Linked DNA regions of Hordeum vulgare: region 1 is linked to region 2. A link is a contact called in public Hi-C data. All regions are on one chromosome and are shown on one strand. The core of a region is the stretch at or near the end of the contact, and the rest is flanking DNA. Distances in the headings are between cores, read along the strand shown. Region 1 holds the start of LOC123402364 (transcription factor IBH1-like 1). Region 2 holds the start of LOC123402075 (flavin-containing monooxygenase FMO GS-OX-like 4).

The links. A called contact is a pair of places that touch in the nucleus more often than the background predicts.
Region 1: a contact with region 2 is called in a Hi-C map of seedling, with 4 times the contacts expected there. The contact joins the promoter of LOC123402364 here to the promoter of LOC123402075 in region 2. A contact is called at or near these places in 1 of 6 Hi-C or Micro-C datasets (seedling) and 1 of 1 datasets of contacts at active chromatin or transcription factors (embryo).

The regions. Positions count from the first base shown.
Region 1 is chr6H:120,232,863-120,240,059 of MorexV3_pseudomolecules_assembly, forward strand. LOC123402364 (transcription factor IBH1-like 1) reads right to left here and starts at 1,522. Exons shown (of 2, transcript XM_045096284.1): 1 at 453-1,522; 2 at 1-348. The coding sequence starts at 1,122. The coding sequence ends at 272.
Region 2 is chr6H:120,124,994-120,131,795 of MorexV3_pseudomolecules_assembly, forward strand. LOC123402075 (flavin-containing monooxygenase FMO GS-OX-like 4) reads right to left here and starts at 3,644. Exons shown (of 7, transcript XM_045095936.1): 1 at 2,930-3,644; 2 at 2,777-2,847; 3 at 2,496-2,648; 4 at 2,298-2,380; 5 at 239-374. The coding sequence starts at 3,470.

The sequences.
Region 1 (7,197 bases), core at 272-2,771, 110 kb after region 2:
AACCGGATCGAACACAAACGAATTTCAAGTCCATTTTTCACAAGCCATGATCCAGCTGGGAATTCCCAGCACCTGCACCTCCCGGCCTGCCATAAATTAGTGCACCCAAAAATGCCTGTGCCTCGCTGACAGACACTACAACTAGCCGCTGCTAATGCGTGTCCTACCTCGCAGTTCCGGGATCCTAGATCTCATCCCCCTCTCAACAAATACAAGATCTTCTCCGCCATTCCGCACACGCTCCTCGGCGGCTCGGATTGCTGCGATCTCGCTATTCTTCGCCTCCATCCAAGACTTGAGCCGTTGCAATCGCCTCTGTTTTCAACTGCACTGGCGGTGCAACAGCCCCTGCACGGATTATCATGATAAGTCAAGCTGAATCACATGGTTATTTCATTTTGCATGCAGAGCAGAGGACAGACATAAGAAAATCGGGGGGAAATGGAGCATACCTGCCATGTGGTGGGACGATGGTCTGTGTTGCATGGCGCTGGAGACGCGGCGGAGCACGGCAACCTGCGCGCGCAGGTGGACGACGTAGTCCATGGCCTCGCGGAGCAGCGAGGCGCCGTCGAGGAGCTCGCCGCCGGGCACCATCCCCCGCAGCACCTTGGTCCGCTTCCTCACCAGCCTCCTCGCGATCTCGCCGCTGCTCGTCCTCCTCCTCTGGCCACAGCACCTCCTCGCCACCTTCTTCCGCCCCGTCGTCGTCTTCACCGTGGATGCAGCAGGCAACAGCCTAGGCCACGACGACGACGATGATGATGCTAGGAGGGCCTGCGGCCACATCGCTCCGCTGCCACGGGTGGTGGCCATGGCGATGTCGGCGGACGACCTGACGGCTCGCTTCCTCTCTTGCAGGCACATGGCGCCATTCCTGCAGGATTTCAGGCTCAGGAGGAAGCTCCTGAGGAACCCCTGCTTGAAGGCCCTGGTGCTGCTGCTAGGGCCCCCCATTGCCGCTGCTCTGCTCGAGCAATGAAGTCCTCCTCCTCCTCCTCGACACACTGCTTGAATTTGCTGTGTGTCTGACATTATGTGTGCGTGAATATATATCCCCGAGCCAGGGACGAAAAGAGCACAAGACGGCACACGCCACGCACATGTGGTGTGAGCTAGCATGCATCGCGACCATCTGGGCAGTGGTCCTGTAACCAATAGCAGGCGTCTTTTGCCTCTTTTCTCATGCAACGCCAGCCTATCCTGCTTAACAAGCTTGGGAAAAAAAGGTTTAACTAGATAGCGGTAGCATCAGGAGGGATTTGCACACCACATGAACGAACAGCTCGGGTTTTTCAACTGAACATGCGTGCATGTGGCCGATGCTTGAGTTGGGGAGTACAAGGTAGTAGCATTCCCGTATCAGATTTCCCTGCATTTTGTTAATGCCACACTGCCATGATCCTTTCAAGAAAGGCATGTTATGTGTGCAATGCAACATGGCGTGTAAAGTACAGCATTTTTTGTACGAATGCGTACAATCCTAGTGCTGAATGTTTATATGTGGACGCTGGCAAAATCCATTTAAACCGCTTTGTCAGTGACCGGAGGCTGCGGACGGAGACGGGGCCCCAAGACCAAGACCAAGAGGGGCAGGCAAACACGATGGCCAGGCGGAGCACATGGCGGCACATGTAGCGTCGCCCCCCGGGCTGGCAACCCCCGCGGGTTATCGAGGAAACGTAGGTGCGTTGGCATGCGCATGTCGCCGGCCGGCCGCGCGCGCATGGGCTGTCATGGCTTCGCAACCGGTTCAGCGCATGCATGGCCGGCCATGTTCTGCCAACATGTAGCCACCAAAAGCTGGCCAGCGCAGATGGGACATATAACGGACCTCCCGTCACACCGACATCACCGGAGAAAATCGGGTGTCCTCATAGTGAGATGAGAACCGGGTAATGCACGGTGATAATCGGATAGATGTAATTCTCCCGTGTTAATGGTGGTGGTCGTGGCATATGAAGCCCTACATTGAATTTTGGTCTCTCGAGGCAGAGGGGGTGTGTGTGCGCTTTTGAGGAAAAGGCAAGGAAGGGGCGCTCACATGGCGGCCACATGGGCTTCCTCCCCAAACTCGGCGCGGGCGCACATGAGTCCGTCCGTCCGTCCCCGGCTCTCCGTGATCGCGTGCGCTAGCTGTACGCCTCCTCCTTGGACCTCTCCAGGTGCCTCCGTCCTCCTTTCGATCTCTCGCGCCGTTGCGATGGATGGGGTGGCATGATGACGGAGCACGCGCGTACGTACCTACACCCCATGTGAGCTTTAAATTTTCTCGGCCTGGTTTGTGCGGGGCGGAGATACGCGGGATACGAGGGTATGAGATGCGTGTCCCGGTGTCGCATGCATGATACGGAGTATGTGCAGCAGGCAAATCCCAACAAGAAAGATTTGGGTGGGATTTTCCTGCGACTGCGTATGCGAGCAGAGGATGGCGGTGAGGAGGTTTCGGGGGGCAATGTAGATGCCAGAGCTGAGAGATCGGGCGATGAAGTCCGTGATCTTTCTCTTTTTGGGCACAGTATAATTGCAGACTTGCATATACACACACATACACTCATTAATATGAAAAAGAAAGACCCATATTATCTTTGTAAGCATTAAAAAAAACCGATATAACATATTAAGATCGATAAAGTCATCATATGCGTCTTCGTGATGAACGAAAATGTCTCTTTCTTACCGGACAACATCGCCAGAGGTTAGACACCCTTGCATGCTCTTTGTTCATATGTTTGTGTAAGATGGGTCATAGTATGAGATGTTGTGCCGGACAAGCCATAACACCAGCGATTATAAATAGGTCCACTTATAACTAGTTCTTTTTAAAGAATAGTTATTTCTCAATTCGTATATAAGGCTGCAAGAAAAGATTAATGGGATAGTTCATTAACATATTGATAGTCATACATTTTAGTACCATATACGTTGTGTATGATTTTCCTCCATTTTACCTACTACCAAACACGAAAGATTAATTAACTATAGAGAAAATTTAGCCCTAGTATGGTATATGATCACCATGCATTAAATATCATGTCTTTTTTGCGGGGCACATTAAATATCATGTTATTTTGACAAAATTTTGAGAGCATAAGCACCTTCATTATTTTCTCTTTCTTGTTCTTCCATGATCTCTTCTATTAAGTACTAGTCATCTATGAGAGGGAATGACTTGAATTATATAATGGTTTATTATGTTGAGTTGTGGCCGACCTTATTTTAATTTTTGTATAAAATTATTAGAAAACATCATCTTATTTAGCTCGAAATTAGGTCGAGATCGACTCGAAATCATTACAAGCTGAGCACGGGTCACTTTCTACAACCCGACTTTGAGAACATGGTCGAATTTTTGTATAAGTTAAGCTGAGCCTAATCCAACTCGCACAAACTCGACTCATTTGCAGCCATATTCGTATATAGGAATATTGTTTCTAGTCGACTTATTTCAATTCCTTTCACTAAAAATCTCTCTGGAAGTCCGATCCCACGTTGTGATTCATGATGATTTTGTTTCGTTTTCTTTTGAACTTTGGGGCATTGAATCGTACACCATGATGGCTATAGACATTTTGCCTTCATTCAAACTTTTATTTATCTTTTCGGTAATGCCATTCTCCTAATAACTACATAAACTTTTGTCCCCTGTTTTATTTTGGGATATGTTTGTGGCTTCTTTTTACAATTAGTGTCTTGAATTCATGCATTTTAATGATTCATCTTTGTTACCATAAAATTACTATTGACAGTCTTCCATTTAAAAGGTTTTGAAGCATCGAAGTTGCAATATTTGTAACATGACAAATACAATTAGTCACATACAAGCACATACACTCATCCATCATGAACACACACACACGCTAAGTGACAAAGCCACCACATGTGCCTTTGTAGCCGACGGAAGTGTCACCCCCCATTGAACGAACATCGCCGAAAAGTCAGAAATAAATCCAGAAAAATGGGTGTGTAGGACTTGAACCCTAGGGAGCTCGTTCCACCACAAGGAACTTGGCAATCTGAATAGTTCGCCAATTTATATAGTTGTTGTAATTAATAGCTTGAATTTCTATGAACTTATGTCCATGTTAGCATGAAAAAGTGATGATTCATTTATAGTTCCAAAGAACTAGCGTTTAGAATACAAGATCGTATTCAAATGCCGAAGGTTTGCATCACTCCATGGGTGTCACTGGAGAAGAGCTGTGTTAAGCTAAAAATAGATGTGTCTCTAGCTACATCGAGTGGCATAGTAAGCACGAGCGTGTCGTTAAGGGAAGATACAAGAGTGATAATCTTTACGTCTCTTTGGAAAATGTTCTTCTGTTATGATACCCTTGAGGCTGCGTTATCTATGATTAAGGAAGTAACCACGCTTGCTACACAACGGAGTTACTTGCCAATTGTTAATGATTGTCTGGAGATACTCAATCTTGTGAAAAGGGGAAGAGGGACAAGTCAAGATATGTCATGGAAGATCAAAATTGGTGTATTACTCATATGTGGTGTACTCAAAACCTTTTAAGCCATATAATGGCAGGTTACAGTAGGGTTGAAGGTTGCATTGTTGTGTGGGTAGACTTCAGACGTGAGGAGTCCATCAAATATTTTTATGTTGAATGTAAGCCAGTTATATGACTAACATGTAATTTCTCGCAAAAAGAATAGATACAGTTGTTGTATACAACTCAGTTACCATTGTATTTCTTTACATGTTAGACATGATTTTTTTATGATTCATTTCTTAATTACCTGTCATAATTAATTGTGTTGGATTTTCTATGTGATGTTGAATTTGTTTCCAATGCCTCCCATAATTATTTGTGTTGGATTTTTTGTATGGTCAATTTGGTTTCATACATATACTTGTCATGTTTTTACTCGCTAGATCTATTTTGATTGCAGGTCAATTCGTTTTCACTCGAATTTGAAATAGACACCCCCACTAATTAAAAAGTGAATTTTTCAATCAATAAAGAACACACGTTCACTTAGCTACTAGAAGAATTGATCATGTAAAATAGCAAGAAAATCAACGAAACAACTAACACATGACTCATAAAACCTCGCAGGGACTAAAATAGGGAAGAAGAGCACGAAAAGGAAGGAAGCGAAAGGGTGGAATGCATAGACTATGTACAAATAATTGGATGATGTCCCGTTCCAAAATTTCCCAAATTTTGAATGTGAAATAAATAAATTATGATCAATTTTTTTTTCAAATTTTCTTGTGATTGAATGATCTTAGATAATTTTGACGAGGAGTTGTTCAAATTGAGTGAAATTGTAGCTCACAATAACAAAATTAAAATTACTCAAAACCTTAATTGTCATTTAGGGGTTATTTACAAGCGCCAAATGCAAATTTGAGCTAAAAAATTTACCATGAACTTTAAATTTTAGGGATTAAAATAAGTTCCACAAATCCCAACTAATATATTGAAACCAAATTTAGGGAATGTGTCAATTTTCCAAAATAGGGTGAAAATTCAAATATTTGAATTGGTCCAGAAACTATTTTTCTTAATTCGGAAATAATAATTTGAAATTGTGTAAATTTTCCAAAAGTAGTTCGAGTAACTTCGATTTGTGACTTAGTTAAAATAATTAAAAGGGAATAAATGTAAGTCAAGGCTGTAAGTTTTATTTTGGCAGGAAATCATGTTCCCTAAGTCCTAAATATTAATTTGACTCTTAATTTCCTAAATTAGTTTGAGGCTTATTTGATTTTTGATCAAATCTAAATTCAAAACGTAAAAAGAAACAAAAAAGAAAAGAGAATTTATAGTGGGTGGACATACTCATATTCTTGTGGTTGTAAACTATGCTACCAAGTAGATGGAACCGATCCCAATGCACCACACCAATGCTACTACCGCCGTAAAGATGACCAAGGACATCATCCTTCCCAGGTTTAGGGTACCTAAGCTTCTTATTACTGATGGTGGGTCTCATTTTATACAAGGCCTTTTAGGAGAATCCACCACAATTATGGAGTCACATGCCAAACTACATCACCCTGTCCTCCACAAACAAGTAGCCCGATTGAGTTATTGAATAAGGAGGTGCAAACTATACTACAGAAGACGATGCACAAGTCAAGGAAGGGTTGGGCACGAAAGCTTAATGAAAATTTGTGGGCGTATCGAACTGCTTACAAGATTCATTGGGTATGATGCCATACAAAAGAGTTTACGGTAAGACATGTCATTTACCTTTGGAGTTAGCAAGCGTATTGGGTCGTAAAGTATATAAATTTTGACCTTAAAGAAGTAAGGGAAAAGAGGTTGTTGGACATGCAAGCTCTAGGTGAACTTATAAACAAGACTTGTGAAAATTCTGGTCTTGTTAACAAAAAGGTTAATAAGGTGCATGATAGGGAAATCCTAAAATGGAAGCTTAATGCATGAGACCAAGTTCTCCTGATTAACTCTCGTCTTAAGTTGTTTTTAGAAAAAATGGTCTAGATGGAAAGGACCCTATGAGATTGAAGAAGTCTATAATTTAGGGTTGTTCGATAAAAGGAGGAATAAAATCCCCATGGATTGTGAATGATAAATGTTTGAAGCTCTACGTTGTTGATGAACAACAAGAATATGAAGAGGTAAATCATAACTACTAAAGAAGCTGAAATGCTGATGAGGCAAGGAAGATTTTATTAGGCTTGTTTTCCTTTTATGCAAGTTCAATTTTAGTTCATGTTTTCTAGTAGAAGTTCTGCGAATCAGTCGTTGGAGATATTCTTAGACTACTGACTTTTGGATGCCCTTTTGAAATAACCTTACAAATGCAAACATTAATTATCAAAGGGAAAGCAAGGAAACCGCATCTAGAGCAATCGACAACGTCCGGTACGAGCGCTTACTAGTGGTCGTACTATGCAAGGACGCATAGATCTTTGGACTTACAGAAAGGTTTTCTAAAATGGCGTCTTGTATGACCGCGTGCGGTTGTACCAGCGATAATACCAGCTACTGAAAGTGCTAGTTGTCGACTAGAGGGAGGATGATAGGCGATTTTTAGGAAAAGCTTTGAAAGTGGGAAAAAATGATTCAGGATGAGATAGGGATTACTATCAAGGATCTAGACGTGGCATGCAGTAAGAAGAAGACATCCAGACATGTATGGCATAGTCATCATGCAAATAAAAGTGTATCAAAGATAAACTAAAGTAGTACAAAGACAAATGTAGATCACATG
Region 2 (6,802 bases), core at 2,394-4,893:
TACACTATATTACCGGCGGATCTCAAAGTCCTTACCGATGGCTCAAATTTAATAGTCGCCTGGATACATGTCCCAAAACACCATGTCCTACATATGTACCGTATTATATTACTTGAGCCGCAAAATTCTAGACATCCTTATTCTTATGAACATACAGAAAATGAAGAACTTATGGCAATTGCCAAAACATAATGAGCCTGCTATATAGATGCACTAAAATATAATGATAGAAACGAACCTTTAAAGGCAAACCGATGAAGGAGAGTTGAGGAGCAGCCTTTGGAGGGAACACATGCTTGTACAGTGGCTCGACACAATTGCCGTCCACGGAGACGGTTGCATCACTGTTGAGGAATGGGATGTTGTACTTGTATCTACCCTCAGGATAAGATAAACATCATTTCAAAAAGGATAGCATAAGCAAAGGCATGCATTTTTAATAAAATTATTCTACTTCGAATCATAATCCTATATAACTAAATGGATGATACACGCTAATGTATTTCCTTTAACATGCAACCATCCCTCAGAGAAGGCCCACCTCAAAATGCTATCATGCATGGGAAAGTCTTTCCATTCTTGATACATATATTCAATAAATATTTATAACTATATATTAATAAAATATAATCAATATATGTATTTTTCAGCTTTAGTTCTTGCATGATTAATCCAAATATTCATGTTCCATACAACTAAACATCAATGAGTTATATTGCAACCATCATCTAGTTAACTATTGTCCTTTTCTTCGGCTTCTCGGACTTCTTTGTATTTCTTTCAGACTACTTCATACTTAATAAAATGGCTGCATGCATCACTCGATGCAGAGGCTGGGGCGATGCCTCCTTTTCGAAAAAAGTTAACTATTGTCATTGCCTCAACTTGAACCCCATACGAGGAAGCTATCTAAATGGAACCATGAACTCTACAAAACCATTACAAAAAACATCACAATAGTTTTGAAAAGTGAATTGTATTTTGGGCATCTCAAAAACTACAAAAAGTTCATGGATGTAGGGAATGCTTTGAAACCCTAAAAGAAGACAAGTTTTTTTGCACATGGCACAAACAATTATAATTTTGTTATGAAAGTTTGCATGTTTCGAATTTCCTGCATTCCCTGCATTTTGTCACATTTTAAGGAAACACCTAAATGCAAAATTACTTTTCCATTGTGGCTAAGGTTGGAATTAAATTGTTTTGGAAATTCCAGTGTTTAATATCTATGGTTTCATAGTTTTGAGTTTGAATCTAACTTCAATTTTTTTGTTTTGCCTGCCTGGCCTGAAGCGTGTCTGGAAGCTGCATGCATCTTATTTTGTTGGTGACCCGGTGAATCCTCTGGTAGCCTGGCTGGGTGAACTATAGGGGCGATTAGCCTAGCCAAGCGTCCAGGCATATGACCAAACTGAGCCAGACGGCCCAGATGGGACACCTATCATCCAAAAACGAGATGCATGGTGACAAAAACCGAGCAGCCCAAGTAGGTGATTGCCCAAGTAGCAAGGCAAACAGCAAAAAGCCTAGGCAGCCTAGCTAGGCAAAAATCCCTATTTTCCTATTTTCCTCATGCATAAAGCCTAGTTCACCAACCAAACATGCCGCCAACCCCTAGTTTTGGGTGTGATGTGACTACTGCTGGAATAACCACCTCTCCACATAAGCTTAAACTTTTGGATGAGTTGATTAGTTCTCTACTTTAAGACTCTACCAATGCAGTATTAAAAAAGGATTATGCGGGTCTACAACAATTAAGGAGTAAAAAAACCTAGATGTGAAGGGGCGGGGGGGGGGGGGGAGCTGTTGAAACATATTGCTTGTCTTTTTTCATCAGTTTGGACTTTTAAATAAATTCGCTGAAGCATGAATTCATTACATGTAATTCAACTTAGTATAGCCTTGGATCACGTCATATATAGTTAGAATGTGTGTGGTCCTCTCTCTTAAAGTTCTATGCGACCATCAGGCCCTGGTGATCACGCCCAAGTCTTGTGAGTCCACACATGAGGGAGGGTGCACCAATATCTTGTACGACCAATTAGCTTAGCCAATTGGGTGACTTGGTTGGTACTGCCTCTGTAAACAAATACAAGATCATTTAGATCACTAAAATAGTGATCTAAACGCTCTTATATTTCCTTACGGAGGAAGTACGTGTAATAAGTATATTAATTTTGTTCTTAACAGAAGGCCGCATGTACAAACATACACGATGATGAGCATCGGCAAGCCAAGCACGGGCAGACTTTGTCAAAAAGAAGAAGGGAAAAGCGCGAGGAGATGAGCACACGTACCCGGTGCAATGCATGATGACATCCGCTTTGACGCGGCTGCCGTCGTGGAAGACCACACTCCCGTCTTCCTGAACACACTCGATCTGCGCATACATGCCGAGAAGGATTTCCATGGGATTGTCGTCGGGACAGTGCAAAGTTTGCATCATAACGTTGCTTTTTCTTGACTTTGCTATTACTGTGATATGCTGATATTACCTCGGAATGAAGCCACATATTAGCATGTCCAGGCAGCTTGTCGCTGGTAGCAGCAAACGCCGATCTACTGGCGAGATGGACCTCTTTGGCGACGCCAGCGATGTCCCTCGAGATGTCCGTGCCACTCGGTCCACACCCTATCACCACGACAACCTACCAATCGAGTTGAATTTACTGTTGAGAAACTCCAGATCTTATCGACCAGCGCATCTTCTGACTTTTCAACACAAGTGCAAAAGGAAACAATCGCTGGGCAAAAACACGCGGAACGACGGACGTGCCTGGCCGTGGAATGGCTCCGGCACGCGGTAGCTGGTGCTGTGCAGCTGCTTCCCGGGCCAAGCATCCACGCCTGCGGCAGCAGAGCAAACTGTCACGAGCTCGATTGGTGACGCGCTGTGCCGGCTGAGGATGAGAATGGATCGATGCGTTACCGGCGACGTCGGCGAAGTGCGGCTGGGAGTAGTGGCCGTTGCAGACGACGACGGCGTCGAACACCTCCTCCTCCGCTTCGCGCTTCTCGCCGCCGGACGCCTTCCTCGTGTACCTGACGCGCCAGCTGGCCCCGCTCGCCTCCCTGCTCACCCGGACCACCTCCGTCTCCAGCCGGACGAGGCCGTGGAGGTCGAACCGCCGCGCGAAGCTCTGGAGGTACCGGAGCACCTCCGCGTGGCCGGGGAACCTGCGGATGTCGCAGTCGGCGCCGGCCACGAAGGGGAAGTCGAGGAAGCCCATGGACTCGCGCGGGAGGTTGGTGCGGAGGGACGCGTAGAGGTTCGAGCGCCGCCGGGGGCCACCGGGCGGCTCCGGCGAGGCGGACGCGTCGGCGTCGGCTTCGTAGACCCAGGTGCCGCCCACGCCGTCCGTGCGCTCGAACACGACGGGGGCGTGGCCTTCGCGTCGCAGCTCGCGCGCCGCCACCAGACCGGCGGCCCCGGCGCCGATGACGGCGACACGGAGCGAGCGCGACGGCATCGGAGTATCGGACCAATCAGGCAGGAGGACAAGAGGAAGCGGCGTCGCGGGGGGACGCGGTTTTTTACCTGCGCGTTCCGTATGCAGCTTCTATCAGCACCGCATATCAGGCCTGCTGTCATATCAACACGGCCCGCCCACCTTTGTCTCAGCCATGCATAGTACAGTACGTATTCTACAGTATGATTACAAAGATTTGACGCATGTATATTCAGCTGTATTTCAACTGAGTTGACATCACCTAGGGTCAGGCCCTATAGATTCCTCTGCCAGTAGCTTGTACGCAGTGCTCCTTTATCCCATGCCGCCTGCGTTTAGGTTCTTTTCTTTTGAATACTAGTTGCAAACCAGGCACACGGTGTTAACTAGAATACCTAATCATCTAGACCGCTAATAACGTCATAACGAACAGATTTTTCTAACTAATTTGTGTTTTACTCCGTTCGTTCCTAAATATAAAACATTTTAAAAAATTTATTATAAATTACATAAGGAGTAAAATGCATGAATTCTCTGCCTATATATATATGCTGCATGTTATGTGTTGAGATTTGGTCCCTTCTCTTTTTTAGCTAGTGCTGATAGCAAATTTTAAAAAAAGTCCGGATCTCGATGTAAATAAAGGGTTCAGATAGCAACCACCTTAGCTAGTGTTGATATCAAATTCATGCCCTCTATTTTCATATCAATGCACCGTAATTTTACGTTCCGTAAATTTTATCTTATTTCATATGTAAAAAAAGACCGTAAGAAAATATATAGACACCAAAAAAATATTTTATATCATGTAAAATTATAAACACAAAAACATAGTGTAAAATATACATAAAATGCGTTTTTTTTGTCTTATGACCTATATTTTTATTTTCTTATGTCAAACTTTACGTAGTGATTCAGTATAAATATAACTATTTGCATTTTAAATGTAATTTAATTATGAAACAATCGTAAAATTACCTCGGGTGAAGAATAACTTATTCTCCATCCCGAGTGATGAATAAACTTTCTGCGAAGTTTGTCTACGAATAAATGTATCTAGTCATGTTTTTGTATTTAGATACATCCATTCCTAGATAAACTTAAGTTTGTCTAGGAATAAATGTATCTAGTCATGTTTTAGTATTTAGATACATACATTCCTAGACAAACTTAAGACAAGATACATTTATTCCTAGACAAACTTAAGACAAGAATGTTGGGACGGAGGGAGTATATAATAAAGCAAATAATGCTTCTGATCGTACGTCGTGCCATTTTTGCAAAAAAAATCCTTAAGTTTAGTTGATTTTAACCCGTAGTCCTCCAATTAGTGGAAAAAACTTTATGTTTCATCTTTATAATAAGGCCTCCACCGCGGCTCTACATCTCGGCTGCGCGGGCTCTGCATCTCTGTTGTGCATCACGGGTCGCCCGTCGCCGTCGACCCGCTTCACTCCGGGGCAGCGACCGCCCCTCCCCACCCCCTTCCTCCTATCCTCATCCCCTCGCTGCTGGCCCCTCGGCATCCTCGACATCGTCCCTCACGACCTGTCGTTCCCCTCCCGCTCCCTTACGCCTGCAGCAAATAAAATTGTGCCAAAATTTCTTTGAATTAATAGTACCACCCCGACACTTTACATCAAATCCTAGCAACTTATATATGTTCCAAATTGCAACAACCAACAAGCCAATGCAAAGAGTGTGAGATACCCTCAATCAAAGAGGAGAGGTGCATGAATCCAACAAAAATAAGTATGGGATACCCAGCCTAATAGAAAGCTTAAGACAGAGCCGAGAGGATACAAAAAAGATTGAGGATTGATAGCGTTGGCCCGATGACCTGTTGTCACACCAATGGCCCTCGCCTCCAGGCGGCCGGATGCGGGCAATCTAGCGACAATGACATGAGTTGGGGGCGAGGAGTGGTGCCGGGGTGGAGCCACAGTGGCCAACGGTCATTGGGAGGAGACCGACGTGGATGAGGAGCTGCCGATGCCATGGCCCGGCCCACACAGCATGCGAACGCAAGTGAGACAGGAGGTCACGAGTCTGGCTACTCCGGGGATCCGAAGATGGGGCGGAGTAGATCCGACGAGGCGGCGACGGACAGATCGAGTTGGAGAGTTGACCGGAGGCGGGGAGCACCAAGTTGGGGTGCTACGTGGTTGGGGGAGGCACGGGAAGCTGTGAAAGAGGTAGGAGAGAGCCAGAGAGGGGAAAAGAAACGAAGATAACATAGAGTGAGCCTCAAAAAAAATGAGGGACGTGTGGCAGGACACACAAGTAGGGATGATCCCTTCACCGAATAAACATCTCCAATATGTGCACGTGTACTTTTCTATCCCAACCTATGCACACATTGCAAGATTTGGGAAAAAAATGACCCCTGGGATGAAAGAACTCGCAAAGTGAACCCACGGTGAAATTTTTTAACCGAGCTGACCCTTTTGTGCGGCGCCCGACACCTAGGCACCACACTACACTGTGTGACGCCTAAGACGTCGGCGCCACACTACATTGTGTGATGCCTAAGACGTCGGCGCCATACGCCCAGCCACGCTAGCACAGCTGGCCCCACCCCCAGGCAGTGCTACGCCTAAGCCTTAGTCGTTGTACACTCTGCAGTGTGGCGCTGAGCGCTTAGGCGCCACACTGTGACTTATCCAGCCACGGGCCAGCCCCCTCCCCCACCCCTCCTCATTCCCCCCTTCACTTCACTTCACACCTCGAGTTGAAGTCAGCACCTTCCTCAAATTCCTCTCCAAATCAGCAGATCTGAAGGTTTGGTCCGGGCATTTGTTGTCCAATCCCTCCCCTAAGGTAATCCCCCCGATCCCCTCCTTCTCATCCAAAAAAAAAATGTCATTTGGTCACTTTTTTGCAAATGTGAGGAAACCCTAGTTTTTCATGAAATATGGGATGTATATGATATTGTTGTATTTGTTTGTATGTTGGGATAAGGGGTATGATGGGGTTAGGATTAGGGTTGTTTGGATGTTTGCATTATGGTTGTGTTAGGGTTAGGCTAGGGTTAGGGTTAGGGGTAAGATGGGGTTAGGGTTATGGATGTTTGGAAGTTAGGAATAGGGTTTATTTTTATTAAGTAGATTTCGTAGTATTTGGATGATTGCTTATAGAAAATATTGTATGTTGTGTTGTTTAGAGATGGAAATAACATGTGCTTATGTTCATCACGTGGACAAGGATGCCTTTTTAAAAGGCAATATTGATTCGGACCCGGATGAGCTTGACATGGTGTTCGACTTCTGTCCTAGCTATGCTGAATTGTTGGAACAAGTCCGAAAATATTTGAATTGGATGGACCCTAGTGATGTTGTTGAGTTTGATGGCAG